Linked DNA regions of Mus musculus: region 2 is linked to region 1. The links are chromatin contacts, called in public HiChIP or PLAC-seq maps. All regions are on one chromosome and are shown on one strand. The core of a region is the stretch at or near the end of the contact, and the rest is flanking DNA. Distances in the headings are between cores, read along the strand shown.

The links. HiChIP or PLAC-seq counts read pairs in DNA pulled down with a chosen protein or histone mark.
Region 2: an H3K27ac HiChIP or PLAC-seq map of microglia shows a contact between it and region 1, with 3 times the contacts expected there. The contact joins the promoter of Tead3 here to the enhancer-like site in region 1. A contact is called at or near these places in 4 of 115 datasets of contacts at active chromatin or transcription factors (embryonic stem cells, microglia and pancreatic cancer cells) and 3 of 9 other capture datasets (adipose tissue, liver and pancreatic islet).

Annotation. Positions count from the first base shown.
Region 1 is chr17:28,292,533-28,299,720 of GRCm38.p6, forward strand. It overlaps Ppard (peroxisome proliferator activator receptor delta), which reads left to right. Exons shown (of 8, transcript NM_011145.3): 4 at 2,809-2,963; 5 at 4,554-4,692; 6 at 5,745-5,947; 7 at 6,052-6,502; 8 at 7,070-7,188. Among named protein-coding and RNA genes, the nearest start is that of Fance, 17 kb to the right of the region's middle. Within about 2 kb of position 2,124, at least 86 of the 459 cell types and tissues checked have an H3K27ac peak or open chromatin away from gene starts, as enhancers often do. A contact at or near this core is called in microglia, where this site is marked.
Region 2 is chr17:28,348,885-28,355,645 of GRCm38.p6, forward strand. Tead3 (TEA domain family member 3) reads right to left here and starts at 1,921. Exons shown (of 13, transcript NM_011566.4): 1 at 1,725-1,921. It overlaps Tulp1 (tubby like protein 1), which reads right to left. Exons shown (of 15, transcript NM_021478.2): 14 at 4,799-4,970; 15 at 2,631-3,118. The coding sequence ends at 2,985.

The sequences.
Region 1 (7,188 bases), core at 874-3,373:
CTCAGATACTTAGCACTCACAGAAAGAGCTAGGCCTGGGCCAGTGAGGTGGCTCAGAGGGCGAAGGCGCTTGCTGCCAAGCTTGGCTACCAGGGTTTGATCCTGGGACTCACACAGTGGAAGAAGAAAACAAGCTTCTCAAAGTTGTCCCCCGGCCCCTACATGTGCACACGCAAATACATAAACTTAAATGCAGTTTTAAACATTAGAATCAGGGGCCGAGAGACGGTCCCACATTTAACATCTCTTGCCACTCCTCTAGGGGAACCAGATTCGGTTCCTAGCACCCACGTGGTGGCTCACAACTGTCTATAACTCCAGTTTAGGTAATCTGGTACCCTCTTCTGGCCTCCATGGGCACTGCATGCACAAATGTTCAGGGAGGGAGGGAGGGAGGGAGGGAGGGAGAGAGAGAGAGAGAGAGAGAGAGAGAGAGAGAGAGAGAGAGAGAGAGAACCCAGACACATGTATATAAAGAAAAAAAGAAAGAAAGAAAGAAAGTAAAAACTTTGGAATTAGAACTAAATCCAGAGTGTTCGTATGACCTGTGACCCCAGTGCTGGGGTTAGGAGACAGGAGACCCCTAGGCTCACTGCTCAGTCAGCCAGGCCAGGCAGAGAGCTCCTGGTTTGGTGGGAAACCATGACTCAAAAAATACAGTGGAAGTCATGCGTGGTGTCCATCACCTTTAATCCCAGCACTCAAGAGGCAGAGGCAGGAGGATCTCTGAGTTTGAGGCCAGTGTGGTCTATAAATCTAGTTCCAGGACAACCAGGTCTATACAGAGAAACTGTGTCTCAAAAAGAAAATAAAAGAAAAAAAGACAACAGTGAGGAGTGATACACACACACACAGACACACACACACACACACACACACATGCATGCATGTTCAAGGCTGACCTCAGTCACATAGTAAATTCAAAACTAGCCTGGGTCACAAGAGCTATTGTCTCAAAAAAAAAAAAAAAAAGAGGAAAGAGAGAATTCAGGAAGGGAAAATAGTGCCCACAGAGCAGACCCAACCTTTTGCACCCTCGCCCTGAAGAGCTTGGGGCAGTGTTCTGTGTGAAGAAGGGTCTTATAGAATCCCAACGTCCACTTGTGCAGTCACCGATCTGCCACACTCTGATCAGGGTGTAACAGAGAAGGCACAGGACCATCACCTCCAGGAGCTGTGCCTGCAGTGGGGTCATTCTCCTGGGTGTGATATTGTGGTGGTATGAGGACAAATCCTCAAGCCAGTGGCCAGCCAGGAAGAAGCAGAAACATTGTTTTTGGAAAAGCCACCCAGACACTATTTCTATCCACTCAGCACACATACTCAGATGACGCCATACCCGTCCCCACAGGTCCTGCTTCTCTGGCCTTGTGTGTCAAGTTACACATGGCTTGGAGCCCTCACTCAAGCTGAGGCATTCCACCACTCACTGGTGAGCTGGGCCTGTTTCTCTGTGGTAGTAATTCCCCTGGCCTACCTCGGGTAGCCAGTAGGACCTGGTTATCTTGGCTAATCACAGGGTTCTGGAGGTGTACAGACACCCCACCCCATCCCCGAGCCAGAGAGCACTCCAGGACAGCCATGGATGTGGGGAGACAAGAGGCTGTACCGGGTTTCTCCTGGCCCTGCCTGCACAGGAGGGGCTTGCCGTGGAGAGCACAGACCCAGAGAGCTGGGGAGCTTGCCATGAGCTTGGTATCCACAACTTCTCAGCCTTGGGCGTCAGTGTGCCCACATGAGAACGCACAGACCCCATCCCCATCCCTTGGTGAAACTACCAGGAAGTCCAAAGCTGCTTTACCCTCCAGGAGGGCCTGCCAGAGAAAATGAGGGGATCAGCTCTCCTCAGCTGGGGCCGGAGGGCATTTATACCTTTGGAATGACAGTCGTCCTGAACTAGGGTTCCAGGCCACTTATGACCTTATGTAACACACGCAAACTTTAGCGTCTGGGATGGCTATAGCCCCCATGGTCCCTTGCTGCCTGAGTTCCCCTGCTGTGGCCAGTGTACAGGCTGGGAGTGCTGGTCTGCGCTGATCACGTGGCTGTGGTCTCTCTCCTGCTTGAGTGTCTCTCACTGGTCTGGGGAGTTGGTGCCTGTCTCTGAGGAAGTGAGTCTGCAGCCCCAGGAGCCAGCCCAGACTGTAAGTAAGGCCAGCAAACGGAAGTGGATGGGTAGTACTGTGAAGCCAGTCTCATCGCTTGTCTCCTCCTTAAATCTCAAAGTAGACTCAGAAGAGGCTCGCTGGCGTCTAGACAGTTGTGTGACAGCAGGTCCATCCCTGTGACCGTGCAGTTACAGCCTCCCACTGTCCTTGCCAGCCTTGAAACCTCAGCCCAAACCTCTGTGTACGCAGTAGAACAGGGCAAGCTGGTGCTGCACCTGAGCTCACTCCAGCAGGACTTCTGGGAGAGTCCTGACAGCAACCCTGGGGTCCACAGAGACTTGAACTCCTGGGATGGGAGCCAGCTGGGCGGAGCTCCGCACCCCCACAGTTCCCAACAGACACACTCCACCCCACCATCATCCGGGACCCACTGAAGATGCTATTTACCCAAAGCCCACCAGGCCCCCTCCTCTCCCAGTCAGGGAGGCTGTGAGCGGCAGCTGCTCAGCTGCCTGCCTAGCGGGGCTTCCCCCGACCCTGAACTGGAGAGGAGGCTGGGCCCTTGAAGCTTTTCCCCAGTCACACAGCCCATGGCTGCTGAGCTCTTCAGCTGAGCTCTAGGCTGCAGCTCTTCCTTCCCCCACCTGGCTTGTAGGCCTGGTAGCTGATTGTTTAACTGCCCCTCCGTCCTGTCTTCACAGACCTCTCCCAGAATTCCTCCCCTTCCTCCCTGCTGGACCAGCTGCAGATGGGCTGTGATGGGGCCTCAGGCGGCAGCCTCAACATGGAATGTCGGGTGTGCGGGGACAAGGCCTCGGGCTTCCACTACGGGGTCCACGCGTGCGAGGGGTGCAAGGTACAGATGGACTGAGGGGCGTGGGGATTTGCCTGCTTCAGGTAGGACCCCGAAAATAGCTCCAGCAAAGCTCTTTGGTTCCTTAGAGGCCTGAGCTCTGGGTCATCCAAGGGAAGAAAAGACAGGTGTCCAAATGGACACCTGCCTACTGACCCAGCTATCCACTCAGACGCTGTGGATGGCCAGCTCTGGGGCCTGGGCTCCAGCAGGCAGGCAGGGAAAGAGCAAGCTTGGGCTGAGTGTCCATTGAAGTCAGTTTCCAGGGCCTTGGGTCTTAAGAGGATCTTTGGCAAGAGAGTGATGCTTCTAAGTTGTTCTAACGACACACCATCAGAATTTCACAAAGCGCCATCTGAAAGGATGGCGAGAGGCGGCTCAGTGCTGAAGAGCGCTTGCTGCTCTTCTGAGGATCCGAGTTTGATTTCCAGCAACCATGTCTGGTGGTTCAATCTCCTATTACCCCAGCTCCAGTCCTCTTCTGGCCTGAAGTCACCCACACTCAACATGCGTGCACGTGCCCACACACAGGTACACATGCGCCCACACGCAGGCACACATGCATTAAAGTATATCTTTCAAATTGCCATATGGGGTTGGAAATGTGCTTGCCTGCCTGGGAGAAGCCCTTGGTTTGAGCGACATCACCACAAAAACTGGGTGTGGTGCTATACACGGTAATCTTAGGGATTTGGAGCTAAAGGCAAGAAGATCAGCTCAAAGTTGGGCTGGAAAGATGGCTCAGCGGATAGAGCTGCTGCCTTAAGCCTGGTGACCCGAGTTCCGTTTCCAAGAACCAACTGGAAAGAGGGAACCAATTCTTGTCTGCTGGCCTTCACATGCATAGCCCCCCACACCCCCCAAATAAATAAATAAATAAATAAATGTTAAATAAACCAAGTTCTTATGAAAACAGAAGGGTTATAATTATAAATTATTACTAATTTTGTTTGTTTTGTTGAGACGGGGTTTTACTGTTTAGCCCTGGCCATCCTGGGACTCACTATGTAAACTAGGTGGCCTTAAACTCACAAAGATCCTCTGTCTCCCAAGAGCTGGGATTAAGGCCATGGACCAGTATACCTAGCCCTTAAATTTTTTTGGGTGCTGGAGGAATGGCTTAGTGGTTAAGAACACTGAGTGCTTTCCAGAGGTTCTGAGTTCAATTCCCAGCAACCACATGGTGGCTCACAACCATCTGTGCCGGGATCCAGTGCCCTCTTCTGGTGTGTGTCTGAAGACAATGATGGTGTGCTCACATAAATAAAATAAATTAATTTTTTAAATTAAGGATATTTTTCTTCTTTCCTATCCCAAACAAACAAACAAAATTCCCCTGGGGTGTGGAGAGCAATCTCATTGGTTAAGAGCACTAGCTACTCTTCCAGAGGACCCAGGATCAATTCCCAGTGCCTACATGGCTGCTCAAAACCTTTTGATACCCCTCACACATACATAAATGCAAGCAAAGCAACAATGAAAATAAATCATTTTTTTAAAAATATTCCCCATCACTGCCAATTTCAGCCTTTTTGTGACCTTACGTGCCACTGGGCTCTGGGGCAGCGCAGGCTAACGTCCTTGGTCTCGCAGGGCTTCTTCCGCCGGACAATCCGCATGAAGCTCGAGTATGAGAAGTGCGATCGGATCTGCAAGATCCAGAAGAAGAACCGCAACAAGTGTCAGTACTGCCGCTTCCAGAAGTGCCTGGCACTCGGCATGTCGCACAACGGTGAGGGCGCCTGCGCAGTCTGTCTCAGGACCCCAAAGGGCGCCTGCGCAGCACAGCTAACCCAGGGTCCCATTCTGTCAGAGGGCGCCCAGCACCTGCCCCTGGCACGGATGGGTGTGTGCACTTGCTGTTGATGGCTGATACAAATGCCAGGACCTCAGAGGCCTGGGCCGGCACCAGCTAGCTCTCTGTGCCTGTGGCTCACCCTGTTCTGCTTCAAGTGACAAGCCCAGCAGGGATGGGGTTGCCAACACTGCTCCCCACACTTGTGCCTGACAGCAGGCAAAGCTGAGGCCAGGGTTCCCCGGTCCTGAACTGTTGAGGGTAGGCAGCAGCCAGGACCCAGTTAGGAATTTCTTGGTGGCCAGAGACTCGCAGGAGCCATCCTTGCCTCAGGCTTCCAGAGAACTGGGAGCCTCCTGCCATTCTCTCCTTGGCTGGGAGCTCCTAGGAGTCACCTCTGTTTGCCTCTTCACCCCCAGCTGTTTCATATGAGTTCAGTGGCCTCAGGTCCTCAAGGTACCACTCCAGCCCGCACCTCTGCCCAGAGTGAATGCCCCTGGTTGTCCTAGTAAGTGCAAAGGATTTCCATTTTCCCTGACCTACAAAGACAGGGAAGGAAGAAAGCCATATAGCCGGGCGTGGTGGTGCATGCCTTTAATCCCAGCACTCGAGAGGCAGAGGCAGGCAGATTTCTGAGTTCGAGGCCAGCCTGGTCTACAGAGTGAGTTCCAGGATAGCCAGGGCTACACAGATAGACCCTGTCTCAGGAAAAAAAAAAAAAAAAAAAGCCATAAAATGGAAAGGTAAAGAGCCGGAGCTCAGGCATGGGCCCTGGTCACCACAGGATCTTTCTAGTTGCCATGCCTGGCCAGCCCCCGGCGGAGTCAGCAAAGGCTCTCATCATGGAGCTGCTTCCCCGCTGACTGTGGGGCCTCTGGGGGCCCCTGGCTCCTAAAGGATGATCCCCCTCACCTCCACACCTGAGAGGAGCAGGGGAGAGGAGGGGTGCTGGCCCGGCCCCCCATGACTGGCTCCCACCCCCTATGCAGCTATCCGCTTTGGACGGATGCCGGAGGCCGAGAAGAGGAAGCTGGTGGCGGGGCTGACTGCCAGCGAGGGGTGCCAGCACAACCCCCAGCTGGCCGACCTGAAGGCCTTCTCTAAGCACATCTACAACGCCTACCTGAAAAACTTCAACATGACCAAAAAGAAGGCCCGGAGCATCCTCACCGGCAAGTCCAGCCACAACGCAGTGAGTGTCACTGGCCAGCCCAGCCATGAGGTGGGGTTCAGGGGACACGAGGGTGGGGTCCCCGTCCTTCCCCAGGCCTGGCCTCTGATGGGCCTGGTTTTCAGCCCTTTGTCATCCACGACATCGAGACACTGTGGCAGGCAGAGAAGGGCCTGGTGTGGAAACAGCTGGTGAACGGGCTGCCGCCCTACAACGAGATCAGTGTGCACGTGTTCTACCGCTGCCAGTCCACCACAGTGGAGACAGTCCGAGAGCTCACCGAGTTCGCCAAGAACATCCCCAACTTCAGCAGCCTCTTCCTCAATGACCAGGTGACCCTCCTCAAGTATGGCGTGCACGAGGCCATCTTTGCCATGCTGGCCTCCATCGTCAACAAAGACGGGCTGCTGGTGGCCAACGGCAGTGGCTTCGTCACCCACGAGTTCTTGCGAAGTCTCCGCAAGCCCTTCAGTGACATCATTGAGCCCAAGTTCGAGTTTGCTGTCAAGTTCAATGCGCTGGAGCTCGATGACAGTGACCTGGCGCTCTTCATCGCGGCCATCATTCTGTGTGGAGGTGAGGGGGCGGAGCCGCACTGCCAGGGACCAAACCTGACCTCAGACAGTGTAGCACAGAGCACATGTGCAGAACCAGCTGCATCTGGTTGGACAGACAGAGGTGTACCTTGCTGGGATTATAGCTGGATGGCGGGATGCTTGTCTAGCAAGCGGGAGGCGCTGAGTCCAATCCCCAGTACTGGGGCGTGGGGAAAAGAAATCCACCATTTGTGGGTAGCGGAGAAATTTCTGTGTTACTTTCACATTTTTCTAGTCCAGTATAATACACAGGGAAGCCTGCTCCCCCACAGGAGCAGAGAACACACCTCAGGCCAGAGGTTTTTAACTCATTTGGTCCTCACAGCAACTGTGTTAAGGACACTGAAGCCCAGAGCCACCAGGATGTCCTTCCACAGAGACAGGCTCAGAATCCGGGTGCCAGGTGTCCTAGCTAGGAATCATGCAGCCCTATAGATCAGGAAAAACAACTGGTCAGAAACAGGATGAATGGAGTCCCCAGGGGTGGGGTTAGCCACAGAGCAAGACGGTCCCTGCCTGAGATTACTCATACCCCGTGTCCCCACAGACCGGCCAGGCCTCATGAATGTGCCCCAGGTAGAAGCCATCCAGGACACCATTCTGCGGGCTCTAGAATTCCATCTGCAGGTCAACCACCCTGACAGCCAGTACCTCTTCCCCAAGCTG
Region 2 (6,761 bases), core at 671-3,170, 56 kb after region 1:
GGCGACCCACCCATCCCTCTAGACCCCTCTAGGCTCAGCTTCCATGATGGGCCTGTGGGATGAGGGACCAAGCACCTGAAGAGCTACCAATACAGTGGGCAGCAAACCAGAGACCCAGCTCCTGCCCTTGGTGGAGCTATCTTTTTATGCGTATTTCTTTTCTCCCGACAGCAGAACTAGTTAGGGTCTAAAAATTCAGTGATGGTGGATGAGAGACTCTGGATAGACACACACCTGTGTGTGTGTGTGTGTGTGTGCACTCAAAAGATTTCCTGCCAACCACTGGCCATTCTGTTCCCCAAAGTGCTAATTAGCATTAATTACAGTTCCCTCCCTGGAGGTGGGGAAGGCCTGGCTTCCAGCCCCTCCCTGAGGAGGGGGGTAATTCAGTCTCCTGTCCACTCTTGGCCCAAGGGATAAGTAGACAGACCCTCACCCTTCCCATGAAGGAAGAAAAGGCTTGTCAGACAACGGGGAAGACCAGAGTGGGAAGGGAAGACCGGATGCCCTCAACTGCTTTAACAAGTGTCAGGAGAAGGAGGTCTGGGGACTAGGAAGGGCAGAGGCATAGTCCTTACACCTTCAACTAATAGCTGCTTTCCCTCCTGGCAGCAGCCCGCAGCTGGTTGTGAGTGTAGGGGTGTCCCAGACCCCAGCACTGAGGCAAAACCCTGTGTGTACAGATCCAGGCTACGAGAGTTCAAATACACGGAGCCACCATGGACACCAGTCCCTCAAAGCTGTGTCCAGCCCCCACCGCCATCCTCCGGGCTAGGCTACAAGTCCAGGCCTGACTTGGTTCTGCCCCTACCTGGAGAGAGCTCGAGATACAGAGAGAGGGACACAGGCCCTGAGAAGCCCGGCCCTAGGCTTCGTTCGTTCCCTCTTGCTCTTTAAAAAACTAAGCCCTCAATCAGGGCCCCTGTTGGGGGGGGGGGGGGGGGCGGGTAGAGTAGGGGCTAAAGTGACACTGCCCCGAAGGCCTGCTGGGGCTAGAAAACAGACCCACATCAGCGCTCCAGCCTCCCTTCCCAGGCAGGAATAAAGACGTGACAGACAATGGAGAGGACCCGAGTGGGAAGGGAAGCCCTGTCGCCCACAATTGCCTTAACAAGTTCTCCGGAGAAGTGCGGGGAAGGCCCCAAATCCAGCCGCGTCCCGAGCGAGGCTCCTGGAGCAAGGAGCTGGGACTCGCCCCGAGGCGGGCGGCAGAACTGTAGGGGACAGGCGTCCCCCCACGCCTTTGGGTGCGCACACGCTCCGGGCTCACACTGTGGCTTCCAGACACCCGGGCCGGGTCCCAGCGCAGCCGCGAGCAGCGCGCACACCGGCGCGCCCTGGCTAAGGCCTGCGTGGAGCCCGGGGCTCGCGGGCTCTCGGGAGTCCAAAGGGCGCCCCGGATACGAGTCCCGGCGCAGGCCTTCCAAGCCCGCGGCTCTGGGCGCACACCCCGGCACACGGCGGGGCCAGGCCCGGGCACCCGGGACACTCCGGGCTTCCCAGCCTCCGGGTCGCGGGGGGGTGGGGTGGGTGGGCGGGGCTTCCCGGAGAGCGTCTCCCCCCTTCCCTCCAAAGTTCCCGGCACCCAGGTCCTGGGCTCCGGCGCGGGCTGGACAATAGCTCAGAACCCCTAGAGTGTCCCGGGTCCCCGCCATCCAGAAGCCACCCGAGCAGAGCAGTCACCTCTGCGCGCGAGGCCTCCGAGTTGCATTCCCCGGGCTTACCTGCTCCGAGCTCCGGGGGGCGCTCCGCCGGGCCGCTCCGCCGGGCCCGAGGGAGTAGTGAGGGGGGCCGGGAAGGGGGGTCGTGGGCAGGGGGATGGCCGGAATGTACGGAATGAGCCCGGCCGGAGCGGGAGGTGCTGGGCGCGGAGGAGGGAGCGAGCGGGACGGAAAGTTTGTGTTGAGGGAGCCGGGCGGGGGGTGGGGGCTGCGGGCGGGAGGGGCGGGACCGGTAGGCGGGGCCAACGGCGGGCGGGCCCACGGGTGGGCGGTGCTATTTGGGGGGAGTGATCTAAGGCGGGCCGGGGCCTGCTGTCTCTCTAACCACCCAGTCCCAAGAACGCCCGTAGCTGTGGATTCACACTCCCGCGCACCCCATTCCTCGCTCGTCGTCTCAGAGTTCCCACCTCCCCTACACAACCCCCTTGTGGGTACTCCGCTGAATCTAGAGGGATCAGGTCTGGGGCGGAGCCAAGAGGAGAGCTCTGCCCCCTAGGCTGAACTCCTTGGAGGTGTTTAGGGTCCTGGGGAGCCGCGTCCTCCGCATCCAAATGACCCGAGCGCGCACGGGGTCTCGGGCTCCCCACCCTTCTACTCGGGTCCCGGGCAGCCCAGGCCTCTGCAGCTCCCCTCCCGCCCAGAGCCCGCCCCCCACTCCGGGGCCTCAGACTTGGCTCCGCCCTGCCCGGACCCGGTTTGTCTGGTTCTCCCCGAGTGGCTTGTTTCTCGAATTTCTCCCTTTCTCCCTCTTCCTCTACCTCTAGGGCCCTCCCTCTCCTCCCTACTGGCGGAGAGTCGGGGGCCCGGACCCTGTGCGCTTGACGAGGTTCCATAGAACAGAAGGGGACGCGGGAGCGCGGGGCCAACGCAGGCACCTGAGTTTACACACATGAATCCAGAAACTACCGATGCGTTCAGCCTCGGACGTGACTTTATTGGGGATGTGGGTCCCTGGCTCTGCTTCACCATCGTCCCCTCCCCACCCCCTACAAACCCCCCAGCGCGGGGTCGGAGGGGCCTCGAACATCTGACTCCGGCTCTCTGACAGGAAGTGACTGGGGAGGAGGGGGCGAGGCAAGTACTTTTGGGCGACCAGATGTTCATCTCCATCCCCTCTGCCTCAGCCGGTGCCAGGCTGGGGGAGTGGAGGGGGGAAATGCCCGGAGGTCACGGAGAGGGGTGAGCCCTTCCATGGGAGCTGTGGGGGAGGGACCTTGCCACCCCCAACCGAATGCTTTCCCAGCGCTGAGGAGCTGTGGGGGGTCACTCGCAGGCCAGCTTCCCGTCGAAGCTGGAGAGGGCGATGGCGAAGGCCTGCAGAGCACACAGCGGGTACCGGTAGTCTAGGGTGAAGGCGTCCTCAGCCACGCGGCCGAACTGCAGCACTATATAGTCAGCTGTGAAGACAGACCGTGGGGTGACCTTGGACCCCATCTCGACAGGCAACCCCTCAACAAAACGAGGTCTTGCTCCTTGATGTGGAGTCATAGCCCCCATGCAGCTTCAGGCCACCTTCCCCGTTCTGGGTCATCCAATCAGCCCAACCCAGCCGCTACAGGGTCTGTCACACGGAGTCCGCAGGGCAGGGGCCCTGCGGGGTCTGTCACACGGAGTCCGCAGGGCAGGGGCCCTGCCTTATCATCCACCACCTGGGGCTACAGTAAACCTGTAATCTAGCAGTACAGGGAGGGACCCTGTCAAACTTGCCCAAACCAGAACCCTCCCTCACCGAGTTTTCAGTTGTCTTTTGGCCTCATTCCTCTGGCCTGCCCATAAGGCTAACCTTTGACCGCAGTTCAGACCCTTCTCCAACCCCAGGCGTTCCCTCCCTTAGCCATTAGCGCTGGACTCAGGCCTCTCCCGTTCTGATCAGGGCTATCAGCAGCAATCAATCAGCCACCCCCCTCCCCTTTCTCCCTTTTCTATCTCTTCTGAGACTAGACTTCTTGTAGCCAAAGCTAGCCTTGAACTCCCCTAATCCTTTTGCTACCTCCCTCCCAAATGTTCTGGCCTGAAACTCTCTGAGGATGAAGCTGGCTACCTTAAATCAATCAATCAAACCAACCAACCAACCCTCTACCCCAGCTCTGGTCTGATGGCAGACCAAGCTTCTACAGGAACTGGCTTTGAGATCAGTCCCAAGGTCAGGAGACAGGAGGGACAGTCCTTCTAACCCAGAGTCCTTTGTGTGGTACTCTTGGTGAGACCTTTGGCCCAGGCTTCTGAGAGGGACATTCGCTTCCCTCAGTAAGTCTTCACAGGCAGTCTGTGAGCCGAGGCAGGGGGCTGGAGAGATGGCTCAGCAGTTAGGAGCACATACTCCCCAGCACCCATACAACTGCCTGAAACTCCAGTCCCAGGGGGATCTGATACCTTCTGGCCTCTGTGGACACCTGCACACACACAGAGTACACATATCTCATACGGGCATACACATAAAAATAATAAACCCTAAAAACAAAACAAAACAAAAAACTGTAATAGACACTTAGAAATGCATGGTCCATATTCCGTCCGGTCTCTTGGTGCTTGCCGCCAAGTTTGATGACCTGAAAGTGGCTCTCAGTGCTCAGAGGGAAAGAGAGAGCTAACTCCTGTAGGTTGTCCTTGATGGTGCACACACAAACACACAAGGGGATGTATGCTTCCACCCGAAGCCCAATAGTCCCTGCTCTTAAAGGACAATCCTCTATTTTAGCAGGGCATGGTGGCCATGCCTTTAATCACTGCACTGGGGAGGGAGTGGGATCTCTGTGGGTTCGAGACCAGCCTGTTCTTCATAGTGTTTCAGAACAGCCAAGTCAGTATAGTGAGACCTTGTCTTGCCAATCATCTTGATAACAAGTAACTCTCTCGTATCCTCTGTGTGGCCTTGAGTCCCTTCACCTAGTCCATCCAGTGGGGTTGGATTCAGGGTGGTTTCTAGATTCCAGCATCCTTCCCTTCATCAAGGTACCATTGGGAATATCCCAGCACCTACCCAAGGGTCCTGGGAGGGAAGGAGGGAAAGAGCTGGGTATGTGTAGGAGAGGTTAGGCGTTGGTGGGGAAAGGTCTGGGTGGCCCTCAGATACTCACGGTCATCAGCGTGCACAATCTGAAAGTTCTTGACGGAGGCCTGGGTGACGCGGCCCTGGAAGTTGAGGGTGTAGGAGCCACTGTCTTCATTCCAGATGGGCGGCTTGTTATGGAGCTCGATGAGACTCTCCAGGGTCTTGTTCTGCCAGCGCACTAGCAGCCCATCGCTGGCCTGGAGTGCCCGAGGAGAGGGGACAAAGAAAGAAAGGGTGGTTAGAGGTGGCTGGGCTTGCTCAGGGGCCAGGATGTGTGGATCTGTGGGCTGGTGTTCAGACTGGACTGCCACACCACCCACAGAAGGCATCAGCAGATGCAGGGAGAACCCTGCTGAGAAGAAGCCCTGTTGGCACCCTGGCAGAGAGTGAGAGAGTGGAAAGGCACAGCCGGAACTCAACAGGAGTTTTGTGCCCCTGGTGGTCTAGAACCTTCCAGTTTTAGTCTTCCTCTGAACCTGCAGCTCATTGACTGGGCAAAGTTGGGTGATCAATGCCTTTGGTTTGGTTTTGTTTCCAGACAGGGTTTCTCTGTGTAGTCCTGGCTGTCCTGGAACTCACTCTGTAGACTAGGCTAGCCTCGAACTCAGAGATCTGCCTGCCTCTGCCTCCCAAGTGCTAGGATTAAAGGCGTGCGCCACCACTGCCTGTGTGATCAATGCCTCTAGGGATCCACCCATCTGTTCCTGCCCAGTGCTGGGTTACAGGAGCTGTGCTCAACTTTTGCTTGGGTGTTCCCCAGCACCCTCTGCACTCGGGATCTAGACTTATGCGATGGGTACTTTACAAACAGAGATATCTCTAAACCCTCCTTTGTGTGTGTGTGTGTGTGTGTGTGTATGTGTGTGTGTGTGTGTGTGTGTGTTTTCAGGGTCCGATATAGCCCAGGCTATCTTCAAATTCCCTGTGTAGCTAAGGATAACCTTAATCATCTGATCTTCCTGCCTCTACCTCCTGAGTGCTGGGGTCACAGGCATGAACCATGAAGCCTAGGTTTTGTGGTACTGGAATGGAACCCAGCACCTCCTCCTGCCTGCTGGGCGAGCTCTCTGCCAAATGAGCCCATGTCTCACCCTCACTGTTACGGCACATTTCCATGTTGGTTCTTACTGAATGGGCTTAGAAGAAGCAACTGTGGGGCCCAGGGAACCTGTAAGGCTCAGCTTCCTGGCCAGCTTGGCCTCTCGGGACGGCCTGTCCACCCGGGACAGCCTGCAGGGAGGATGCGTGAGCAGCAGTTACTTGTCACCAGAAGGAGCAAAGGGAAATCAGTCACCAAAGAGCATGCCAGTCATCAGTCTCTGAAATCCCAGGCTCACCCGGCCTACAAGAACCACAGAGCCCAGGACAGGACGTTTAGGGCTAGTTTTCCCTCTTACCCCCACTGCACATGCTCCAACTTTGCCTCTTTTTTTTTTTTTGGAATTTTTGAGACAGGGTTTCTCTGTATAGCCCTGGCTGTCCTGGAACTCACTTTGTAGACCAGGCTGGCCTCGAACTCAGAAATCCGCCTGCCTCTGACTCCCGAGTGCTGGGATTAAAGGCATGCGCCACCACTGCCCAGCTCCAACTTTGCCTCTTTAAAGGCCCCAAATCAACTACTATGACTCCTCATTTCTCTCAGAGCAAAAGCCAGTTAACCAGGCACCTTCTACTCCTAGGAATCACCTTGGCCCCCATGACCTTTAGCCATGATGGTCACCCTACTGACCCCTCAACCCATCAGGTACCTCTGCCCCAGGCTCCTTACACTGGCTCTCCTCTCTGAATGCCATGTCCCTGAACCTAGAACCCAGGCACTAAGGATCGCTCACCTTGCATCGTTGAGGCCTGCGCTGGAAACCTGTATGAAGGGCATCTGCTTCTGCCGTCCCCTCTGCTCCCCCTCCCGTCCCTAGCACTTAATATCTCCCAGACTTTGGTTGTTTGTCACCACCCCTGTCTGTAGTCTACCCTCCTCCACAGGTACT